2 separate regions of the Danio rerio genome follow, and region 1 is linked to region 2. The links are chromatin contacts, called in public Micro-C maps. All regions are on one chromosome and are shown on one strand. The core of a region is the stretch at or near the end of the contact, and the rest is flanking DNA. Distances in the headings are between cores, read along the strand shown.

The links. Hi-C and Micro-C count contacts between places; a contact is called where the count stands out from the background.
Region 1: a Micro-C map of caudal fin shows a contact between it and region 2, with 3 times the contacts expected there. The contact joins the promoter of tbc1d9 here to the promoter of smarca5 in region 2. A contact is called at or near these places in 1 of 18 Hi-C or Micro-C datasets (caudal fin) and 1 of 4 datasets of contacts at active chromatin or transcription factors (embryo).

What each region holds. Positions count from the first base shown.
Region 1 is chr1:56,681,112-56,685,795 of GRCz12tu, forward strand. It overlaps tbc1d9 (TBC1 domain family, member 9 (with GRAM domain)), which reads left to right and starts at 2,535. Exons shown (of 21, transcript XM_686942.11): 1 at 2,535-3,118. The coding sequence starts at 2,998.
Region 2 is chr1:56,150,362-56,155,122 of GRCz12tu, forward strand. It overlaps smarca5 (SNF2 related chromatin remodeling ATPase 5), which reads left to right and starts at 1,251. Exons shown (of 24, transcript NM_001081629.2): 1 at 1,251-1,511; 2 at 3,342-3,464; 3 at 3,584-3,750; 4 at 4,490-4,590. The coding sequence starts at 1,434.

The DNA of each region.
Region 1 (4,684 bases), core at 1,285-3,784, 530 kb after region 2:
AAGGTTCATTTGATTCGGCTTAAAAATTTCATTGAAATTTTAATTTAATTTTTTTTATAATGATATGTTGTATACACAGCAATGAGTAGAACATAAACAGTGTACAGTATTTTTAAGTGAACAAACAAAAAAGAAAAAAACTGTCTAATTCAAAGCAGTATTAAAATATGGTGTTAAATAGGATAAATAGTAGACTTATAATCAATGCCAAGACAGGTCAAAGGAATTTCCCACAGCTTCTAAAATGACTTGGATTTGCCTTTTAATACATGTCCAATCTTTTCCATAGTTATGGTTTTGCACCAGGATTTCTTTACAGTGTAGCATGTTTATTGATTTTACGTCTGCTCGACAGGTGGGATTGACTGAAGTAAAACCACAGTATTTACAGCCACAGCAGAGCCTGTAAAACATCTAAATCTGAGGTGGTTTGTCAGCCGCTGAGGATCAGATGAAGAAATTGATTGATTTATTAGATATGAATATACAAATCCACATTAAAATAATCATAATAAAATAAACAAAACAAACAAACAAAAATATTATATCATTTAAAAGTCTGGTTTATTGAGCATCAGATGTGTCATTATACCTATTAGCATGAACCTACCCAGCATGTTACCACTTGTGCCTGCCATCTTAATGATTTGTTGTTTAAATGTGTTTTAACTATTCTTACCTCTATTACATAATGTAGGTGTTTTAGTTTAATTTGTACATATATATTTTTATTAAGCTCTATATAACTATGTCCATTTAGTGCTTATTAACTATGATTGGTTGATTGTATCATTTTTGTATTGTTTTTTAGGTTGTTCAGGGTCAACAGATGAAAGATAGCCTTCTGGCTAATTCTGGTGCATTTGTAGCAATGCTAATTAATGTACACTCGCTGTCCCTGCCAAATAAATAAATATTATATATATATATATATATATATATATATATATATATATATATATATATATATATATATATATATATATATATAAATTTATATATATATATATAAATAAATAAATAAGTAAATATGTATATATATATATATAAATTTATATATATATATATATATATATATATATATATATATATATATATATATATATATATATATATATATATATATAATACACACACACACACTTTTATTTGTTTTGTTTATATACCTATATTTTTTCTCTTGAATTTATTGTTATATTTTATGTAGAGTTGTCTTTTTACATTTTTATTAAAATATACGTGTGTGTGTGTGTTTTATTAATATATAATATAATAAATAAAATTTAAATTTTATATAATAATATATATAAATAATATAATAATATAATAATATAATAAATTTAAAATTTATAATAAAATTTTTCTGTCATAATAATAATATTTTGAACAGCTTTTGTTATGTTTATATATTTTAGGGTTTTGATATAATGCTTAAATAAATAATGTCATTCGTAATCTCAATATAATTTTATAATTAGTATTAGACCATTTTTGTTTGTGTACATGATAGGCCTATTTCCCATACGAGACATTCTACCAGAAACTTACATTTTCACTTATAAAAAATGTGACAGGGCCTGACCTTTAAGCTTGTCTCCCTTAAAAAATCCCACAGTTTAATGATGGAGCGCATCCTTGATCTCTGTCTACTTCTCCATCAAGTGATGTCACTTCAGAGTCATAGCCTTAAAGGTGTATTGCACACATTTGATGTTAAATTTACTGTAAATGTGACAGGACTGACAGAAACATGGATACAACTGTATATTGATTTGCATTATATATTTGTAGAATTTATAATTTAATGTTTTTAATTAATTGATGTGAAGGATTACTAATTAAACTTGCTATTTTTGAAGTATTTTTTTTTCTAATTAACAGTTTTTAGCATAACAAAATTATTAGGGCTGTAGCTTCAATTGGGTTGAGGACAAGGACGATGACATTTGTAAAGTGTTTTTAATAAAGAATAAAAATCTGAGAACCAAATGAATGATAAACTCTTACAGAACAACTCACAGAAATCAACCATCCGTCCATTTGACACATTTTTGGGATGAAATACTTTTAATTTACTGTATTTGTTTTTATTTCAGGGATGTTCGTTTCTGCTAGAATGTTCGATACATTATTTATCACCAAACTTTGCTCCAACTATTTTTTTTACAACAAAATATATCTTTATCACAGAATCAAATCTTCAATATTGTAATCTAAAATACTTCATCTTCAGTATCAATTCATAACATTCCTGCAGTTGTATGTAGTTCAGCACACAACATTATGCGATTTTTTATTTAACATTTTGTCACATAGATAAATCGACTGACGAAGGTGTTTCTATGTTACTTTTGTTGTATTAGAGAAACTGTTAAACGTAAATTCCAGACCTTTTATCCTTTCCAATCTGACCACTTTTCTGTTTACGAACCAACGTGCTTCCCGCCCACATCCGTGACGCCACGACGGCCTGCCCGTGACGCAGGCTTCCTGCGCGCCGCCGTTCGTGCTGCAGTGGCGCTAGTGAGTAACAGAGCATCATTAAAACCCACGCCTGAAATGTCAGGCATTGTTTACTCGGCGTGCTTTCGGTGGCTCTTTTAAACGTATAAGTCCTCCGGAAGCAACAACTCCAGCAGTTTGATGCTCATTCTTAGATTTAGCCGTCGCTGTCAGAAAAGCTGTTTATGTGAACGTTAGTATTTAAATAGCGTTAGGTGCGCGCGCGCGTCTCATAACGACCTCCCGAAGGATTATATTTATTTTTTAAAGCACACCTTTTTATTATTTATCAACCAGTTCGACGTAGCAAGCTCTATATTTTACTGACAGTCGACAATTTAGCTTTTTACACCATTTAGGTTTTCGAAGCGCGTTCTGGCGATTTTCCGCTTGGATAAACTCGACTCCACACCGGACCGCATATGTGAGATTTATTAAACACACTAGATATACGGGATTCATTTTGATGTCCCTGGTGAGGAGATCGAGCTGAAGATGTGGGTGAACCCTGAGGAGGTGCTGTTGGCCAGCGCGTTATGGATGACAGAGAGAGCCAATCCGTATTTCGTCCTGCAGAAGAGAAAGGGCCACGGGGACGGCGGAGGAGGACTCGCGGGTAAAGAAAGCCTTGATTTCTCAATGAACCGCTTGCATGATTGTGTGTTTTTGTGATGACGGCGACTGCACAGGTGTTTTCATTCATGCTTGTGCACTCAGGTGGACGCGCGCTCATGTCGGTCACGCCGCGTGTGTGTTTGTGCGCGTGCCCGTGAGGACAGAGCGCTAAACAAAAAAACTATTAATACAATATTGTGTTGTACAAGGCATTATTGAGGTAAATGTGGTTTTATATTGGCACATTCGTTCATTTAACGGTACCTATACTGTTTACCACACTACAGTGAATATTGTGTCTGAGTTAGCATGTAAATATGACTTCAAAACAACCGTAGCACTATTTAATTGACTGTGAAGAGTTGTACTTTGATAGTTATTAGCTGCTAATATGATTTCCCCATTTAGAATTGGCTAATAATACTTTTCTGAAAGGTGAATGTCTTAATGTGTGAATATAACACCAACTTTACCTCATTGATGGGATTCATTTCCTCACGCAGGTGCAGATTTACTGGTTTTTGGGGTCCCTAAGCAATTCAGCCACGGGGCCCAACAGTCCTAATATGCGCCCCCTTTCTATTGTTATTTATTTGTTTATTTAGCTGCCTTTTCTTATAAGACTCAATCTTCTTTTCTATTTATAAAATAATAATTTCTTAAACATATTATAATAAACTATTTCATTTTAAATCTAAATCTTTAACTGATTTGACTGCTGGACTGCTCCACCATGACTGATAGGTAGGCTCAGACGGAATCTGTGGACATATTTAGCTATTTCTGCGCAGAATTTTGTTAAAAATATGGGTATTTATGCGGAATGATTTTGGGAGCATCATAGCTAAAACCTTAATAAATGAAATAAAAAGTAATACATTTTTAATTTGTATGTAATGCTTACAATGCAAATTCTATTAGATCCAACTTATTTGGTAAACAAAGCAAGTCTCTCATTATATATCTACTAAAAGACAGAAAATATTACTGTTCAAACTATTGTAAATAAATCAAATATTTTTATATTAGTCAATAATATTATGAATTTAAAAACGGAATACATATAAATTTACACAAATTTACACAAGGAAATAAACAGAATCATTCATTAATTTTCTTGTTGGCTTAGTCCCTTTATTAATCCGGGGTCACCACAGCGGAATGAACTGCCAACTTATCCAGCAAGTTTTTATGCAGCTGATGCCCTTCCAGCCGCAACCCATCTCTGGGAACCATCCACACACACATTCACACACATTCACACTCATACACTACGTACAATTTAGCCAACCCAATTCACCTGTACCGCATGTCTTTGGACTGTGGGGGAAACTTGAGCACATGGAGGAAACCCACGCAAACGCAGGGAGAACATGCAAACTCCACACAGAAATGCCAACTGAGGCTCGGACCAGCGACCTTCTTGCTGTGAGGCGACAGCACTACCTACTGCGCCACTGCTTCACCCATAAACAGAATCAGTGATAGGCTAAAAATCTGCGGAATTTTGCGCATGCAGATTTCGTGTGGGCCTATTGATGAGGGACAAACTTGCACGGATATAACA
Region 2 (4,761 bases), core at 1-2,500:
ATATATATATATATATATATATATATATATATATATATATATATATATATATATATATATATATATATATATAAAATATAAAATTATAAGAAAGAAAAAAGTATGCTGGGATTATTTTTCCTATTCTTCTTCTTCTTCTTATTATAATAATAATAATAATAATAATTATTATTATTATTATTATTATTATTATTATACTGTAGGGCAGGGGTTTTCAAACAGAAAAAGCATAAAAAGAGCGAATGTAATTACAATTTTTTATAAAAAAATTTATAAAACAAAATAAATAAAAAATTTGTATCAATATAAACGAATATTTTAATGAAACCTAATAAATAATAATAATAATAATAAATACAAAATATTGAATATGATTTAGTTTGATTAATGATAAAAAAATAAAAGAATAAAAAATATTTATTTATTCATTTTTTTCCAAGCCTTGTCTCTGAAAATGTGAAGAGAATGACAAATGTCAAATAAAGAGGTAGGGTTTGGGAATGATAATTATCAATAGGAAGAGAGGGAAAAAAATAGATAAATAAATGCATTAATCACAAATAAACATGTATAAATAAAAATATATAAAATTTCATATGAAAAAGTCAAATGAGGTAAAACTAAACTTTATTAAATGATTTATTCAATAATTTATTAATTATTCAAAGACCCCTAAAAGTGAACATACATTCAATGTTTCAGTTGCATTTATGATTTAATATAAATCTCAATATTTTCTAGAAACCATAATAAAATTATGTGTTTTTTAAATGCTTTATTTGAACATTTAGAGGAGAAAATTAATTAATTTTGTACACAGTATTTACAACAATAACAGTTAGAGTATTACAATGGTACCAATAAAGAAAAAGAACCAAGAGCAGCCAGAAAACGATAGAAATAATAATAAAAAACCCCAGAGAAAAAAGGTTACCAGATCTAGAGATGTACATAATAGAACTATATATTTTTTATTTGTAATGCATGAAAGACATAAACAGAACAATGTCGGGGGTGTACATAAAAATATATATGAAAAGTATAACATAGTTAAATATAAGTACATAGATTCAATAATTATTTAACAAATATATATATTAAAAATATTACAAATAATACTAGGCCTTGCTAATTCACAATAACTTAAGTGTGTCAAACAAATACATCGGTTTTACAGCTTTTTGTTTGCATTTCCCTGTTTGTGTGACGTCATTGGTGTGAAAGTCTCGCGATTTTCTACAGCCGGGCCCGTTTTGCGGGAACGGTGTCAACAGAAAAGCCGGGGACCGTGAATGACGCGTGGTGCGCTTGCTCAATTTGGGCAATATTTTGAAACTTTCCAATCAAACCAATATACTTTTTCGGCTTATCTGACATATTTTTAACGGAAAAACTCGGATCCATCGCGAAATAACGGAATTATCCAGCCTATCATGTCACAAACAGAAAGCAGCATGGAGCAGCAGCGGGAAGAAGAGCCGAGCCAACTCGACCCGGCCGGTCCGGCAGAGGTGAGGGGTCCATCAACACCAAATAACACCGATTATGACTTTATAAATCGTCTGGTACTATTAAACACAGACTGATGGATCTGGAAATGAAGCGTCGTCGAAACGTCTTCACGCGTCTCACGAGAGCGCGCCTCAAAGTTTTTGTTAGCATGCATTGTTCCTGCTCGGATGAATAGATGAGCAGATCGGCGTCCATTTTCACACTCATAACAACCTCAGATCACTTTTTAACATTGGTAGATTGACAGATTCAGGGATGCGGTGAGAAAAACACCCTGCTTGATGTGTTGTTTACCTCTAAATGAACAAAATAGGACGCACTATTGTGTTATTTTGCTGTTACTTCTAACGTAACTTACAAAGGAGTAACGTTATATAAAATAAATCCAGGATTTGCTACATGAATCTGGCGGATATAAAAACCTATTGCTTGAGGAGCAGTTGTCAGTTTGGGGTTTTCATACTCTATACTTTATTTCGCTAATACAAATTAACTTGTTTGAGATTTCTCGTGTGAAGTTTCTGTGGTGTGAGGCTGAACTGGGAATTACCCGCCACTCAATGATGTGATGTGTTAAATGTCACCCCACGATGGCATGTATTTATATCTACTGCTTATTTAGTTGTAAAAATCGATTGTATATTGTTGTAACTGTAAACAACTAAATTTATATTTAGTTGAACTATATAGTTTGTAGTGCTTTGAAAATGAACTTCGGGTTGAGAGATTTGACTTGCCTTAACGGTCGTCAACGGTCAGGTTCTCTTCATAACAGCAAAGTAATGTTTTCTAATCGATATTTTGGCACAATTTTATTATTTTATTATATTATATACACTTTTAGTATAAGTTATTTCTATATTGTTATTGTACTTCCATTTGACAACTATATTTAATTACATATACGCGATTAAAATGTTAGTTTCACTTCCAGAAAATAAATACGGATGGCGTCATTTTGTACTTGTGGGCGTTTCCAAAATTGGTCCAATCATATGGCTTGAGTGAAAACAAAGCTTTTTATTTAAGTTGGGATGAAATTAAAATCCAAAGTCTTATTTCTATATAAATTTATTGATGTTAATATGAATTAGGATTTGTTCTTTATATTTTTGAGGTTTTTTTTTTCAATTGTATCATAACCTATTAGAAGTCTTGATCTTTTGTTTCTTACATTTAATCACAACTTTCTTGTCTAAAATTCAAACCACAAATAACTGGGTTTTAGCTGAATAAATTTATTCTTGAAATGAATATGAAAAATTATCTCTTCCTTTATTTTCTGAGACCTGTTTAACATAACTTGCATAATAATAAACATACAATAAAAGCAGATTGATCTAAATTGTATTTTGAAACTTTAAAAATAGTTGCTAATATTACTTTTAATATAACACACACACATTTATATATATATATATATATATATATATATATATATATATATATATATATATATATATATATATATATTTTTTTTTTTTAGTGTAGTTTTAAGCCACGGTTACTTCACTTTTCGCCTCATAGACTTCCATTCATGCGACAAGTTTTGCAGTTCACTACGCTGCAAAGTTCAAGCGTTGTGAATTCTGACCTGCGAAATCACATGACTGCACGAGACCAATCAAAAAACAAAACATGACCTCTCTGGACAGAAATATACAATATATAGAAATCATTTGCCTTTTTAAATGTTAAACCATCTTTTTTTAATCCCGCCTTTTTTTGCAGTGCCCTACGTCAGAATTTCACATGCCCAAACTCTAGTGTGACCTTGACATTAGAGCTTGATAAATTCAACAGAATTGTTTCTATTGTTTCTCTTTAAGGATGATACTTCAGAAAATGGCCATGATGAAGCATCAGATACAGCTATGGATAGTGAAGCACAGTCGTCATCACCTCCCTCAGCAAAGGGAAAGGACCTGCTGGGTGGATATGAGGAAAAAGTGGTAATGCACATTTAACCAATCAAAGTTACTTGGTTTATAAAAGCATTTGGCTGTTATATAAGAATGCTGATTAGTTGGTAGCTTTGTGTGTATTGTTGACCTATGCTTTTATTCTACAGCAAACAGACCGGACCAACAGATTTGAGTACCTCTTGAAGCAGACAGAAGTGTTTGCTCATTTCATTCAACCAGCAGCCCAGAAGACCCCAACTTCACCTCTGAAGATGAAGCCTGGCCGTCCTCGTATTAAAAAAGATGAGAAGCAGAACCTGCTGTCTGCTGGAGAGTGAGTTTGCACATACTTTTCCCAACTGAAATGCTTGCATGAGTATTTTGTGTTTTGTATTATACATTTGTATTTTGTGATGCTGCTGAGTCACTTTTTAAAGGTTTATATAATAATGTATTTTTTTTCTGTGGAAAATATCTCTTTCTAAAACAATTAATAGAATTTTAACAAATATAAATACGAGAAATGCACTTGCAGTTTTTCAAATTTTTGTATAAAATATTTCTAATTATAAAACTTGCTTTATTATACAACTGAAAAAGGAAAAGAAAAAAAATAATCCACAAATTTGTATGTTGCATTTTAAATTTGAGGTTAATATAGTAAATTAGTTTTTAGTAAGATGATGCTTTGTTACTGTGCCCAATCTTTTTTAAAAAATTAAAATAGTTTTTCATTTCTAATGTGGTGAATATTTAAAGTGACTTTTTAATTTTCTTGCAAAATTATCCACTTTTCAAAATATCCATGATTTTTTAGAGAGTTTAATTTAGTAAGATTTTTATTAATTATTAATAGTTGTTTTTAATAAAGTTAACCTTTTTGGCAAAAGTAAGCAACTTTAAGAATATGCACAGTAATATGTTTTTTAAATGATTGCAGTTTAAATTGTGATATTTATTTATTTTCTTTAATAGTAATAAAAATCTTGTGACTCCACTTAGGTAATGTGTAAATAATATCCCCTTTTTGACAGACTGAAGAATTTATCTTGTGTATTTATTATTTTTAATAGTAACCGCCATCGTCGGACGGAGCAGGAGGAGGATGAGGAGCTGCTAAGTGAGAACAGTAAAGCCACCAGTGTCTGCACACGTTTTGATGACTCTCCTTCCTGTGAGTTAAACATCAAGCACTTATCAAATGTCCACAAGTACACTTCTGTTATAAGCATGTGGAACAGCGCTTCTATACAAGACTGTGCAGTAGTCAACATTTGAAAAGGATCAAAGTTTTGACAAAAATGGATGTTGTTCAATAGTTTTTGGCCAATTTCGATTTTTTTGT